Regions from separate parts of the Pan troglodytes genome. Here region 1 is linked to region 2. Evidence: chromatin contacts called from public capture Hi-C data. All regions are on one chromosome and are shown on one strand. The core of a region is the stretch at or near the end of the contact, and the rest is flanking DNA. Distances in the headings are between cores, read along the strand shown.

Evidence for each region. Capture Hi-C pulls out chosen DNA fragments and counts their contacts.
Region 1: a capture Hi-C map of stem cell-derived neural stem cells shows a contact between it and region 2, with 4 times the contacts expected there. The contact joins two enhancer-like sites. A contact is called at or near these places in 1 of 7 Hi-C or Micro-C datasets (stem cell-derived neural progenitor cells) and 1 of 1 other capture datasets (stem cell-derived neural stem cells).

Annotation. Positions count from the first base shown.
Region 1 is chr15:73,863,725-73,870,137 of NHGRI_mPanTro3-v2.0_pri, reverse strand. The region is part of intron 33 of TTLL5 (tubulin tyrosine ligase like 5); the gene reads right to left. Among named protein-coding and RNA genes, the nearest start is that of TGFB3, 74 kb to the left of the region's middle. Within about 2 kb of position 4,342, at least 7 of the 24 cell types and tissues checked have an H3K27ac peak or open chromatin away from gene starts, as enhancers often do. A contact at or near this core is called in stem cell-derived neural stem cells, where this site is marked.
Region 2 is chr15:73,661,931-73,667,907 of NHGRI_mPanTro3-v2.0_pri, reverse strand. All of the region lies in intron 9 of TTLL5 (tubulin tyrosine ligase like 5), which reads right to left. Among named protein-coding and RNA genes, the nearest start is that of TTLL5, 50 kb to the right of the region's middle. Within about 2 kb of position 2,782, at least 15 of the 24 cell types and tissues checked have an H3K27ac peak or open chromatin away from gene starts, as enhancers often do. A contact at or near this core is called in stem cell-derived neural stem cells, where this site is marked.

The DNA of each region.
Region 1 (6,413 bases), core at 3,093-5,592, 200 kb before region 2:
CAGGCTGGTCTTGAACTCCTGGCCTCAAGTAGTCTTCTTGCCTCAGCCTCCCAAAGTGCTGGGATTACAGGTGTGAGCCACTGCACCTGGCCAGTAATTCTATGTTTAATTGTTTGAGGAACCACCATAGTGTTTTTCATAGTAGCTGCACCATCTTCCATTCCCAACAGTACACCGGGGTTCCGATTTCTCCACATCTTCCCCAGTACTTGTTAGTTTTTAATCCTCCCTTCCCTTCTTCCCTCCCTCCCTCCCTTCCTTCCCTTCTTTCCTTCTTCCCTTTCCCCTCCCTCTCTCCTCCCCTCATCCCTCTCTCTCTCTGTTTCTTGAGACAGTCTTGCTCTGTCACCCAGGCTGGAGTACAGCAGCCCGATCATATCTCACTGCAGCCTTGAATTTCTGGGCTTAAGCAATCCTGCCTCTGTCTCCCAAGAAGCTGGGACTACAGGTGTGTGCAACCATGCCTGTCTAATTGTTTTTATTGTCTGTAGAGACGGTGTTTCACTATGTTGCCCAGGTTGGTCTTGAACTTCTGGCCTCCAGTGATCCTCTTGCCTTGGCCTCCCAAAGTGCTAGGATTACAGGCAGGAGCCACCATGTCCGACTTATTTTTTGCTTTTTTAATAGTAGCCATCCTAAAGGTGTGAGGTGGTATCTCACCATGGGTTCTGACTTGCATTTCTCTTATGATTAGCAATGTTGAGCATCTTTTCATGTGCCTATTAGTCATTTGCATATCTTCTTTGAATGTCTATTCTAGCCCATTTTTATACAGGAATTTTTGCTGCTGCTATTGAGGCAATCTATCATCTTCATATCCCAATCCTGCAAGATTGATATTTTTATGCTTATTGTATAGATGAGGAAACTGAGGCTGAAAGAGGTTAAGTGATTAGCCTAAAGTTGCCAACTGGGCAGTGACAGGGCCCACGCAGGTCAGTCTAACTTCACAGGTATGATCTTTCCACCCTGCATTCTGGAATTCTTACAAAACTTAGGTATTGTTACTGACAACAGCAGTGGTAATGCTGCATGGCCCTGTGAAGCAAAAGGAAGTAAGGAAGGTAACAAGTAAGGGTTGAGAGAACTTTGGTTTTGTTTCTGGGAATACTGTGCACATTTAAAGTGTAACATATGACTCCGGAACCATGACAATAAATTTTACACAATACTCAACACCTGTCAGATTAGAGTGTGGTGTTCAGTTTCAGGTATTATACAACTTAAGAGGAACCTAAAGAATTCATGGTGAGTTCAGAAGATAATAAGAAAGACAGTTCAGTGTTCAAAAGAGAAATCTGATCTGTGCAATAAACAATTCCAGTTAGGTGATGTAGAGGGAAAAAAAAAAAAGCTGAAAGCGAATGTTTTCCAAATAAATTCAATCTCATTTTAACTTTGTTCCCTTATAATGAGATTCTTGAATGTGGTCTAAAATGGAACATCTTCATACTGAAATCTACCATGTAACAAGTTATAGTAAGGTTGAGAATGTGTAGCAGATGTTGTTATCTAAAGAGTAGCGATCGGCCGGGCGCGGTGGCTCACGCCTGTAATCCCAGCACTTTGGGAGGCCAAGGCGGGCGGATCACGAGGTCAGGAGATCGAGACCATCCTGGCTAACACAGTGAAACCCCGTCTCTACTGAAAATACAAAAAATTAGCCGGGCATGGTGGCAGGCGCCTGTAGTCCCAGCTACTCGGGAGGCTGAGGCAGGAGAATGGTGTGAACCCGGGAGGCGGAGCTTGCAGTGAGCCGAGATTGGGCCACTGCATTCCAGCCTGGGCGACAGAGCAAGACTCCGTCTCAAAAAAAAAAAAAAAGTGATCAATCATTCATTATTTTACAGGAAGTAGTTTTACAATGTTGCAAGAAATGGGATAGAAATACCAGGTAATTTATAAGGAAGGTTATTCCGATTTTGAAGACTGTTTAATAATAAAATGCATTTTTTATGAAATCTTCATTAGAAGATTTTATCTTCTGAGGTTAGGCATTTGACTTAAATCCAGGAGAACAGAGGAAATGGACTATTTTCCAGAAAAGTTTTATGTATGTATGTGTTCTTTTCTTTAGGGTCTACAATACAAAGTAATGAAACATTTTGGGTATTACTAGGGATTGAAGAAACATACAGATATAATTCTGCCCTCAAAAAGTTTATGGTCTTATTGAAGAGACAATTCACCCAAAAAGTAAGCAGTGATAAAAGATGACAAAATCTGAAGAAGTGTTAACCTTTGTGATATAAATTGTAGGTCTCTAGGAATTTTTTAAACGACAAGATAAATGAGTGACAGAGCGAGACTCATCTCAAAACACAAATAAAAACAAAAACAAAACAAAACAAAAAACTTAACTGGGCCCTTAGGGGATTATATATATATATATATTTTATATATATATATATATTTTTTTTTTCCTTTTAAACAGTCTTCCTCTGTCGCCCAGGCTGGAGCGCAGTGGTACAATCTTGGCTCACTGCAACCTCTGCCTCCCTGGACTGAAGCAATTCTTCTGCCTCAGCCACCCGAGTAGCTGGTGCTAAAGACGTGTACCACCACGCCCAGCTAATTTTTGTATTTTTAATAGAGACAGGGTTTCGTTATGTTGGCCATGCTGGTCTTGAACTCCTGGCCTCCAGTGATCTGCCCACCTCGGCCTCCCAAAGTACTGGGATTACGGGTGTGAGCCACTGAGATTGGCCTAAGAATAGGAAGAATTTGCATATGTAGGCAGGTATTCCAAATGTCAGTAGAAGAATAAAAAAAGGCAGAAATATGAAAATGTACTCATTCATCTATTCAATCAGAATTTCTTTTTTATTTTTGGTTATTTATTTGTCACCTTATTATTTTTTGTTTTCTTTTCTGAATTGGGATTTCTTAAGCCCCTACTACAGGTTGGGCACTATGCTAGACCCTAGAGTTTTAGAGTCCACTTGGACCTGATCCTCACATTCCAGGAAATTTCAAGCTTAGTAGAGGGAGGAGTTAAGTAACCATAAAGATCCTAGAGTGTTGTAAAAGCCATGATAGAGGTAATCACAGAGTTCTAAAGAGCAGAGTCAAAAGCATCTAAATCAGATTAACATAGGGTAGGGCTGGACAGGAGAAAAGTGGTTGAGGACAAACAGGAATAGGCATATTGGGGAGGGAGGGAGCAAAAGTGGGGAGATGGTGCCTAGGCAGAGGAAACTGTGTATGGGAGTCAGGGAGCAGACAATCAACATGCCACATGATAGAGCGAGAATACTGCTTAGCTGCCAAAGCTTTCAGAAGATATTACCTCTGCCATCTGCTTTCCCAAGCATATATTAATAGATGCATCTTCAAACAGTAAGATAAAAGACCAGGTATCTGGATCCTTGCCTAAGAGCACAGCTAGTTCTTATCAAGCAATCAATTGAGAGAAGTTATATTTAGGATTGCCTAAGACACATGCAATTCACCCAATCCTCTAAATAACCATTATCTTACCCTTGGATTACGAAGACCACAAAGAAACTTAGACTATATTCCTTTTGTCCCCTCACAAAACTGTCTTCATTGACGTGTACTATAATATTTTATCTTTGCACAGTTCATGCCAAGGAGTAGGCATATGAAACACAGCACTCTATTGGCCTGTTGACTGAGAAGCTACTATTGACTATTTTTTAATAGTTCATTAGCAGTTGACTACTACTTTATTAGGTGTCTTCTATATAAAGTATGTAAAATACTTCCTTTAGAACCAATACTAGGAAATATCTTGACTTTCCCTGGAGTATTTCTTCCTTTTTGATTGTGAGAACTATATACTCCAGTTTATCATGTTTCCCTGTTTGCCCTGCCTATTAGGAATCTTAGAACCAAATTTCACCTCAACAACAATGAGTTTATTTAGGCTGATATTTGAAAAATTGGAATTATCTTGTTTTTTGGCCCTGACTTTCCCTTTATACCTTGTTATTTTATTGCATGTGGTTTTATATTTTAAGACCCTATGCTGGACATGAAAAGGCTATGCTGTACCTGCCTAGCTACGATCCCATCTGAAAAAATGGTCAGACATGCATACATTGGCGGCTTTGTATCACACAATCATACTACCCTAGTACCAGGCTAGCATCTGTCTGGAAGGCAGCTGCCACCCTCTTTATTTAGGGCAGTTAAGGCCTGGGAGAGAGAGCTCTGCCCACCAGGGGCACTTTGCTGGAGAAATGAATGGGAAGTATTCCGATTCTGTCTTCTGAAAACTGAATGTAAAAAAAAAAGGAGAGAAACAATCCCATAGAGAGAGTCACGTCATGAGTAGGGCGGAGCTGTCAGCCTAGACAACAATGGAAGCTGGCTGCGGAGGAGCCAGCAAATGACCTGGCCACGGGGATGGGCTAACCCGAGCTGCTGTTCAGCCAGTAAAGCTGCTGATTCTCTCAGCAAGGCTGCAGGTTTTCAGGAGGTCTGGCTCTTGAGACTGATTCCTTCCTGTGCTCATGTACAACAACTTCCCTTCCAGAGGTGAACTGAGGGTCTCTCTCCTCTCGATCATCAGAAGGCTCTTGTGGTAATAATAAGAATAAATGTACACATGTACGATGATGATTAATTTTGGAGAATACTAAAAAGGATGAATAAATATAAAACAGAAGGCCTGTGAGCGGTCATTTTTCTGAGTTGTGATTTTGAAAATTCCATATTCCAGTATCTGATTAAAAACTATCAATAATTCATTGCCTAATATAATTTGAAGCTCAGGCATAAGTTAAAAAACTCTCTTGTCAAATTCCAAAATATCTTCATTTGGGCTTGTCACAAGTCTTAATTTCCCTGGGAATCAAATTACAAATAAATAAAAGGGGAAGGAAAATACCTCACTCTCACTTTTCAGTTCATTAGATATTAAAAAAAGAGTGATTCTTCTAACCAACACCAAACAACTAAATGATACATATAGCAACTTCTAAGCAGCTGATTTTTTCTTCACCTCATCATCTTAAAATCAGGTTGGTTTTCTAACTTCTTTCCCCATTTTATAATGGGGATAGAGGCTATGTTTTATTATAGCGAAGGCAAGTCCACACATTCAAGCTACTCCTCTCTGGTATCAACTAACTGCATAATCAGACCGGGCGCGGTGGCTCATGCCTGTAATCCTAGCACTTTGGGAGGCCAAGGTGGGCAAATCGCTTGAGGTCAGGAGTTCGAGGCCAGCCGGGCCAATATGGTGAAACACTGTCTCTACTAAAAATTAAAAAAAAAAATTAGCCATGCATGGTGGCGCATGCCGGTAATCCCAGCTACTCGGGAGGCGAAGGCTCGAGAGTTGTTTGAACCTGGGAGGCGGAAGTTGCAGTGGCTGAGATCATGCCGCTTCACTCCAGTCTGGCTGGGTGACAGAGCAAGACTCTGACTCAAAAAAACAAAAACAAAAGCAACCAACCACCCACCCCCCCAACAACAAAAAAAACCTGCATTCAAGTTTTAAGAGAAGGGAGCCCCTTGACACCTCTGGTACAAACTGGAAATACCTGCATGTTCAAAAGACGAGAACAAAGAAGTTTAAGAGACTACTGTTTTAGTTTTAGTAATGCTCTTCATTTTGAGGACTTAAGAGAATCTGAGTCTTTTCCTTTATAATCACAATTTGAAAGAATAAAGGATAAAAATCAATACAAATCATGCCAACAGAGCAATACACTTCAAGTCATCATTCTCCAAGCCCTGCTATTATCTACCTACACTTTTTGGGACCTGGTTCAAACTCTACAGATCAGGTAAGCAGAGGTGTAAATATTTCCATGTGGAAAACTTGCTTTTTCCAAAGACAGGCGTGGCTTAGCATGTCATTTTCTTTCTTTAGAACTTTCAGGAGCAACTATGCCCTGAGGATATGAGGACAATAAAGCAAAGGTATGTGGCTATAAGATGTGTGGGTTCACAGGATGGATAACCACAGTGAACAGATCGATAACCTGGAGTGATATATATAAAGACAGAAAGAAGGGCAGCCTTATGCTGGTTACTTGTCCAGTTCAGGACTGCAAGAATAGACTAGATCGTCTTCTGCCCAAAGTGCATGGATATTACACAGGACCACACAACTCTGCAGCAAGATGTAGGAGTAGGCACAATTCTAACAATCCAGGCTGCCAGGCATTTTTTTCCAAGAGGTGTGTGTGCTTCTGTAATGTAAGTGTAATTTGAGAAAGGGGCCACTGTACTTCCCGTGTCTCTTTATAACAAAGTAGTAATTGTTAATAACTGAAGAATCATCACTCCTCTCTTGGGATTTTGCCAGTTCAGCAAGAAAAAAATATCAATTTTCAGATATTATCTTCTCCATAGCCTATTTCTTAATCCATTTGAGAAATGGAGTTCTCTGGTTTTCTTCAAGGCCAATGAACCCATTTTGGATAGATTCTTAGAAG
Region 2 (5,977 bases), core at 1,533-4,032:
CTGGCCTGTAATCTTCAAAAATGCTGAGATCATGAAAGTCAAAGAAAGACTAAGGAACTGTTTCAGACTGAAGGAGACTACAGAGACCCGACGGCTAAATACAACATGTGATCCTTGATTGGATCCTTTTGTAATTAAAAAAAAAAAAAATCTTAGGACAATTGGCAGAATTGGAATGAGATCTCTAGACATAGGGTAAAAGGTAATTTTTCATATAATTCTTACAGCTCTGACAACTCTATAAGTTCAAAACGGTTTCAAAATTAAAAGTGTAAAAAAGTGCTTTGTTTCACAGTAAAAATCTACATGTTCAAGCCTCACTTAACAAACCAGATCTGGCAATACCAGTATCAGCTGCTGGCACTAAATAGTAAATGCCTTTAGATGAGACATGTACTCTCCATTCTCCAGTCTCCACTCTTCCTTCAGTGAATGTACTTGTGAGCATTTATGTTAGTGACCTTTGATTTAGACCATCACATATTATCAAATTTCATCTTCTCTAGGTCTGAAGTTTCAACACAATTTCTCTATTAACAAAAACCTAAAAGAGCACTATTTACTAGGTACCCCAGGACCAAGTTTGCACATACAACCATTCGTCACTTAACAATGGGGATATGCTCTGAGAAATGCATTGATAGGCCAATTTCATCGTTGTGTGAACATCATAGAGCGTATTTACACAAACCTGGATGGTATAGCCTACTACACACCTAGGATAGATAATACAGCCTCTTGCTTGTAGGCTACAAACCTGTACAGCATTGTACTATACTGAATACTGTAGGCAACTGGAACACAACGGTAAGTATTTGTGTATCTAAACATAGAAAAAGTAATACATTGTGTTATGATGTTACAATGTCACTAGGCGACAGAAATTTTTCAGCTCCATTACAATCTTATGGGATACCATAGTATATGTGGTCCTTCCTTGCCCATTGTTATAAAGCACATGACTACATGACCACACTTATCCTAATGTAGACCAAAATTTACACGATGGAGTCTTGTATCTCCCTCTTAATGAGATCAAGATTTAGGAAAGTTCTCATGACAGACCTTTAAGGCCTTGACCTTTAAGCTAACAAAAGGTGGGAGAGTTCCTACTTTCTTTGCTAAATTTGAAACCCTAGGTACTATTTTGCAGCCTATTGATGAATATAGAACTATTTGCCACCCCCTCCCCCCTTTTTAACCACACTGAAAACAAATATGAATTGTTTTGGACAATATCTTTATTTTGACAATAAATTTTTAAATCACAAGTTACATTTCCTTTTCACTTTCTAATGTTTCTCACTGAGAATCAAGATAGTGATCAAGATAATTTGATCAAGAGAATCAAGATAATTTGTCTAAAAGTCTGAATGTCTGTGTGGAGAAAAGATTTCAATGTTTGGCATATGGTAGGGACTTGGCAAACATTAACTGAAACTGCACTGGAGTTGCTTGCTCCAAGATCTTTACCAATATGGAACCAAAACAAGAAGGAAAGCAGAGAGTTAGTGGGATCTTTTAAACTCTCTTCCCCTGTTCAAAAACCAGTTTGTTCTACTAAGAATATGACCCCACATGTTCTTTTTTTTTTTTTTTTGTCCTGCTGTTTTCTTAAAAACTTTTTTTTGATACCAATATCTTCTTATGGTCAGAGTCACAGGCATTCTAGATGTAGAAGCTTAACATCCTCTTTGGTAGTTATATTTTCTGACAAACATTCACTACAAATGTACCAAGAAAAGAGAAGGCCAGCCTCGACCTCGCTGTGGCACATGAGTTATCCTTCAACAGGTGTAGGCATTTTGAGTCAGAGAGGCCTGGACAATGAAGAGACAGCACCTCAGGCAGCCTTGCCAGGAGCCACTGGGTTTCATCCTGGCCTGACCCAGAAAAATCTTATGGAAGAGAACAAGAGGCCCAAGAGCTCTCTGATCTGCTGTCAACCAGCTGCAGCCGGGAGACTGCCAAAGCGCTGCAGTGACTAGGCAGCGCCCTACAGAGCCGTCTGGGAGGGGATTACCAGCCTGATCCCTTGTCTTTAGAGCCAGAAATGACTCAAACTTCACAAACAGCAAGGGCCTGCCAGGGAGGGTGACAATGAGCACTGGAAAGGGTTTTCTCCCCCTTGTTGGTGTCTCTTCCCCCTACTTGCTGCTGTGGCAGATTCTGGACAGTGTGCAGCCTGTGAGGTAATCTGAATTCCTTGGCAACCAGCAAGTACCTGAATTCTTTCAAAACCACAGGAATCCAGCAGAGAAAAGGTAAATATCCCTGCGGAGCCAGTGTTAATTAGCAAGGAAGGCTACTGAAGAAGGAACTGGGGGTGGGGAGAAAGCGAAAGGCACCACAAATGTTTTGGGGTCTTTTCTGAATTTCCACTGAATAATATGGCTGAGGCAGAAAAAAGGCCGTTCCAACCGGGACCTTCCCAGAATCCTCTCTTCCCACCTCCGCCGCATGGGTGGAACTCAGCTCCCTGGATGGGTACTTGCATGCCCCCCAAGTTGCTAGAGCTGCCTATCTTTGGGTCTCTGGCAACATATTTAGTTTTTAACTCCATTTTGTTTTTTTTTTTTTGAACTTTTTATTTTTCCTGTTTCAGTGAAAATCTGGCTATTAGCTTCATCTCAGAAAGGGCTCTGTCAACTCATCTAAACCCAATACTGGATCCACCTAAAGCTGTAAAATCCAGGACAAAATCTTTTTGGAGTCCACCCCTGACAGGAAAAAGAATCTGCACCATTTTGGTAGAGCATAGCACCCCTCTGTGGAAACTGAGTGTCCCCTGGTGGTGCAAAACAGCAACATGCAAGAAAAATTCAAAAGCACAGGGGACCTCTGAGGGCTACTGTGGGAATCACAAAAAGCTGCACCCAAATACCAGGGGGACAATTGCAACACTTCTTCAATACTATACCCACACATGAGAAAACAGTGAGAGCTCTCCCACTTCTTATGTTAATAAAACAATAAGGACAACTGAAAACACTCATCTATACAGAAACTAGGGTTTTCACGAATTTAATTTTGTGTTAAAAAATTTTACACAAAATAACTTATATCACAAAACTGTCTTGTGAAATGAATTCAATCTTTCTGTCGCCTAGTATTAATTTGAGGTCCAAAACAGAAGTGATAGGGTGTAAGGGAATTCATTTCTAAAGAAGGAAATGAATTGTATTTGCCTCCTGTTCCGTCTCTTTAGGAAAGATTATGGTTTTTCTTGTTGAGCCTCAACGTAACCCAATAATCTCATCCCAAACTGATGATCTTCAGTTATGTCTACATAAATTACATGTGGCCCAAGATAACTAAAAGCTGCAGATCTGGAGATGCTACAGACTATCGACATAGTTGAACAGACTCTGAGGGTTACAACAAAGCAAGTGAATGTCAAGATACATAATTAGTGAAGACACAAGAACTTAGGCACATTGAAATTACTGCACGGAACAATGTGCCCTCGCAGGACTCCCGCAAACAGCGCATCATATTGCCATGCGTTATGCTTTTGTAAAGCTTTGATAAAGCTTTTATATTCACCTACACTTTCAGGTAAACCTAACCAAAGCCCTGAAAATTCATGTGGCTTTCTGGTTCTACTTGGTCTGAGTTTTTTAAAAGCTGTTTTTCTAATTATTCTGAGAAAAAACATCCATTGCGTGTGTGTGTGTGTGTGTGTGTGTGTGTGTGTGTATAAATTTTTTTGTTTCTGCTGGAAGCAAAAGGGTTATACTTAATTCAGTAGATTCTGACTTCCAACACACAACCAGTAGCCAAAGCACTTGCATATTTGTAGTAAATTCTATAATAAACATTGGTACTGTTGTTCTCATGTTGTGCTCTGAACCAGAAAGGTCTTAAAATTATGCCAAATTTTACCCATAGAGAGGGCTGTTAATATTGTAGGTGAAAATATCTTTGGAATATTAAGCAAAACATATTGGTATGATGTCCTTGAGAAACAGTGAAGCACAACCTCCATCTCTTTTCTCTATTCCCAAAGTCCAATTTTTGGCAGGACATAATCAGTTTCTAAAACTTGACACAGGAGAGAAGTTAAGGTGAGGATGAGCAGAGGAAGGAGAATGATGAAACTCATAACACAAAAGAGAGAAAGCTCAGAAGTCTCAAATTATAAAGCTGAAAATCCTCAGCACCTTGCATATCTGAGAAGTCAGGACTGTATTTTACCATCATTTTGTTCTAAATAATATAGGGAATAGGCTTTTTCTTGCTCTTTTTTTTTTTTTTTTTTTTTTTTTTTAATGAGATGGGGTCTCACAATGTTGCCCAAACTGGTCTTGAACTCCTGGCCTCAGGCAATCCTCCCATCTCAGCCTCCCAAAGTGCTAGGATTACAGGTGTGAGCCACCACGCCTGGCCAGGAATAGGCTTTTATACCTAATTTTGTAAGTGATACTTCAAAACGTGAGAGCACGTGTGTCTACAAATATTATCGACAATTTCTTTCCTATAAAAACCTGATTAGAGCTAGTAGTCAGCTCATGTTCAGATGCCTGGTCCAGCCCTTTATCTAATAACTGCGAGATGTTTCAGTTCTTCCCTTTCTCAATTTTCAAGGAAGAGGCCAGAACTAGGGAGTTTTGGTAGTCTCCAATGTTCCCAGGGCTCAAACTCAAAATCTCACTTAAGAATATGACAGGACTTATAAATGCTGTCACTGCCACCTAGAGGCGAACGGAACACAGAGCTCCACCAGCGAGAAGGTTTGGTTAGTCTGCTCTCACTGATTTCAAGTCATAGGATACATTTGAAAAAAACTAAGTCTCTAAAATCATTAAAAGACCATTCTAAAATAATAGTTGTCAGAGTACAATAATATTTGTCAAAGCACCTGTACATAAATAGGTAGCCTTCTTTTATCCATGGTATTTCCCATCTTCCAATTGCATTTTCTAAAATACAGAAACATACACAGACCAGGCTTTTTTAGCTTGTCGTGACCACTCACAGATGCAAATCACCTCCTAAACTGCTATGCTTTATAACAAGCTTGTCCAACCTGAGGCCCACAGGCTGCATACAGCCCAGGACAGCTTTGAATGTGGCCCAACACAAATTTATAAAGTTTCTTAAAATATTATGAGTTTTTTGCAATTTTTTTTAAGCTCATCAGCTATTGTTAGTGTATTTTATGTATGGCCCAAGACAATTCTTCTTCCAATGTGGCCCAGGGAAGCCAAAAGATTGGACACCCCTGCTCTATATCAAAGGCACTACGCATAAAAAGAACTTCAGGGCAAACTAGTTGGCTAATACAAAAATTTAGTTTTGTTGGGGGGAAGAACACAGCATAGTAGTTACATACTTATTTTAAACAATTTAAAGAGTTTATGAAAACAATTACCTGTAAAATTCTGTGGCTGGAGGAAACAAAACTTCAAAATATAACAACTTGAACTTAATCTTGTAAGTCACATTACCTTAAAACTTAGAAAGCACCTCAACAGGCCAGGTGTGGTGGCTCACAGCTGTAATCCCACCACTTTGGGAGGCTGAGGCAGGCGGATCACGAGGTCAGGAGATTGAGACCATCCTGGCTAACACGGTGAAACCTCGTCTCTACTAAAAATACAAAACATTAGCCAGGCATGGTGGGGGGCACCTGTTGTCCCAGCTACTCAGGAGGCTGAGGCAGGAGAATGGCGTGAACCTGGAGGCAGAGCTTGCAGTGAGCCGAGATCACGCCATCTCAAAAACAAACAAAAAAAAGCACCTTAACAAAAAGATAACAATGTATGTACAACCACTGTAAAGTAACTTGCATGTTAAGGAAAAAAAAAAAACCCTCAATTAATACCTTCCAAATATGAGACGGCATGAAATTGTCTGAGCCCTGAGCTCTGGAGTCAGATCCATGAGGTCAAATCCCCATTCCACTTCTCCCACCTCTAAATCTGTTTCCTCAACTGCAAAAATGCATCAACTAAAAGGTTGTTGCGAGGATGAA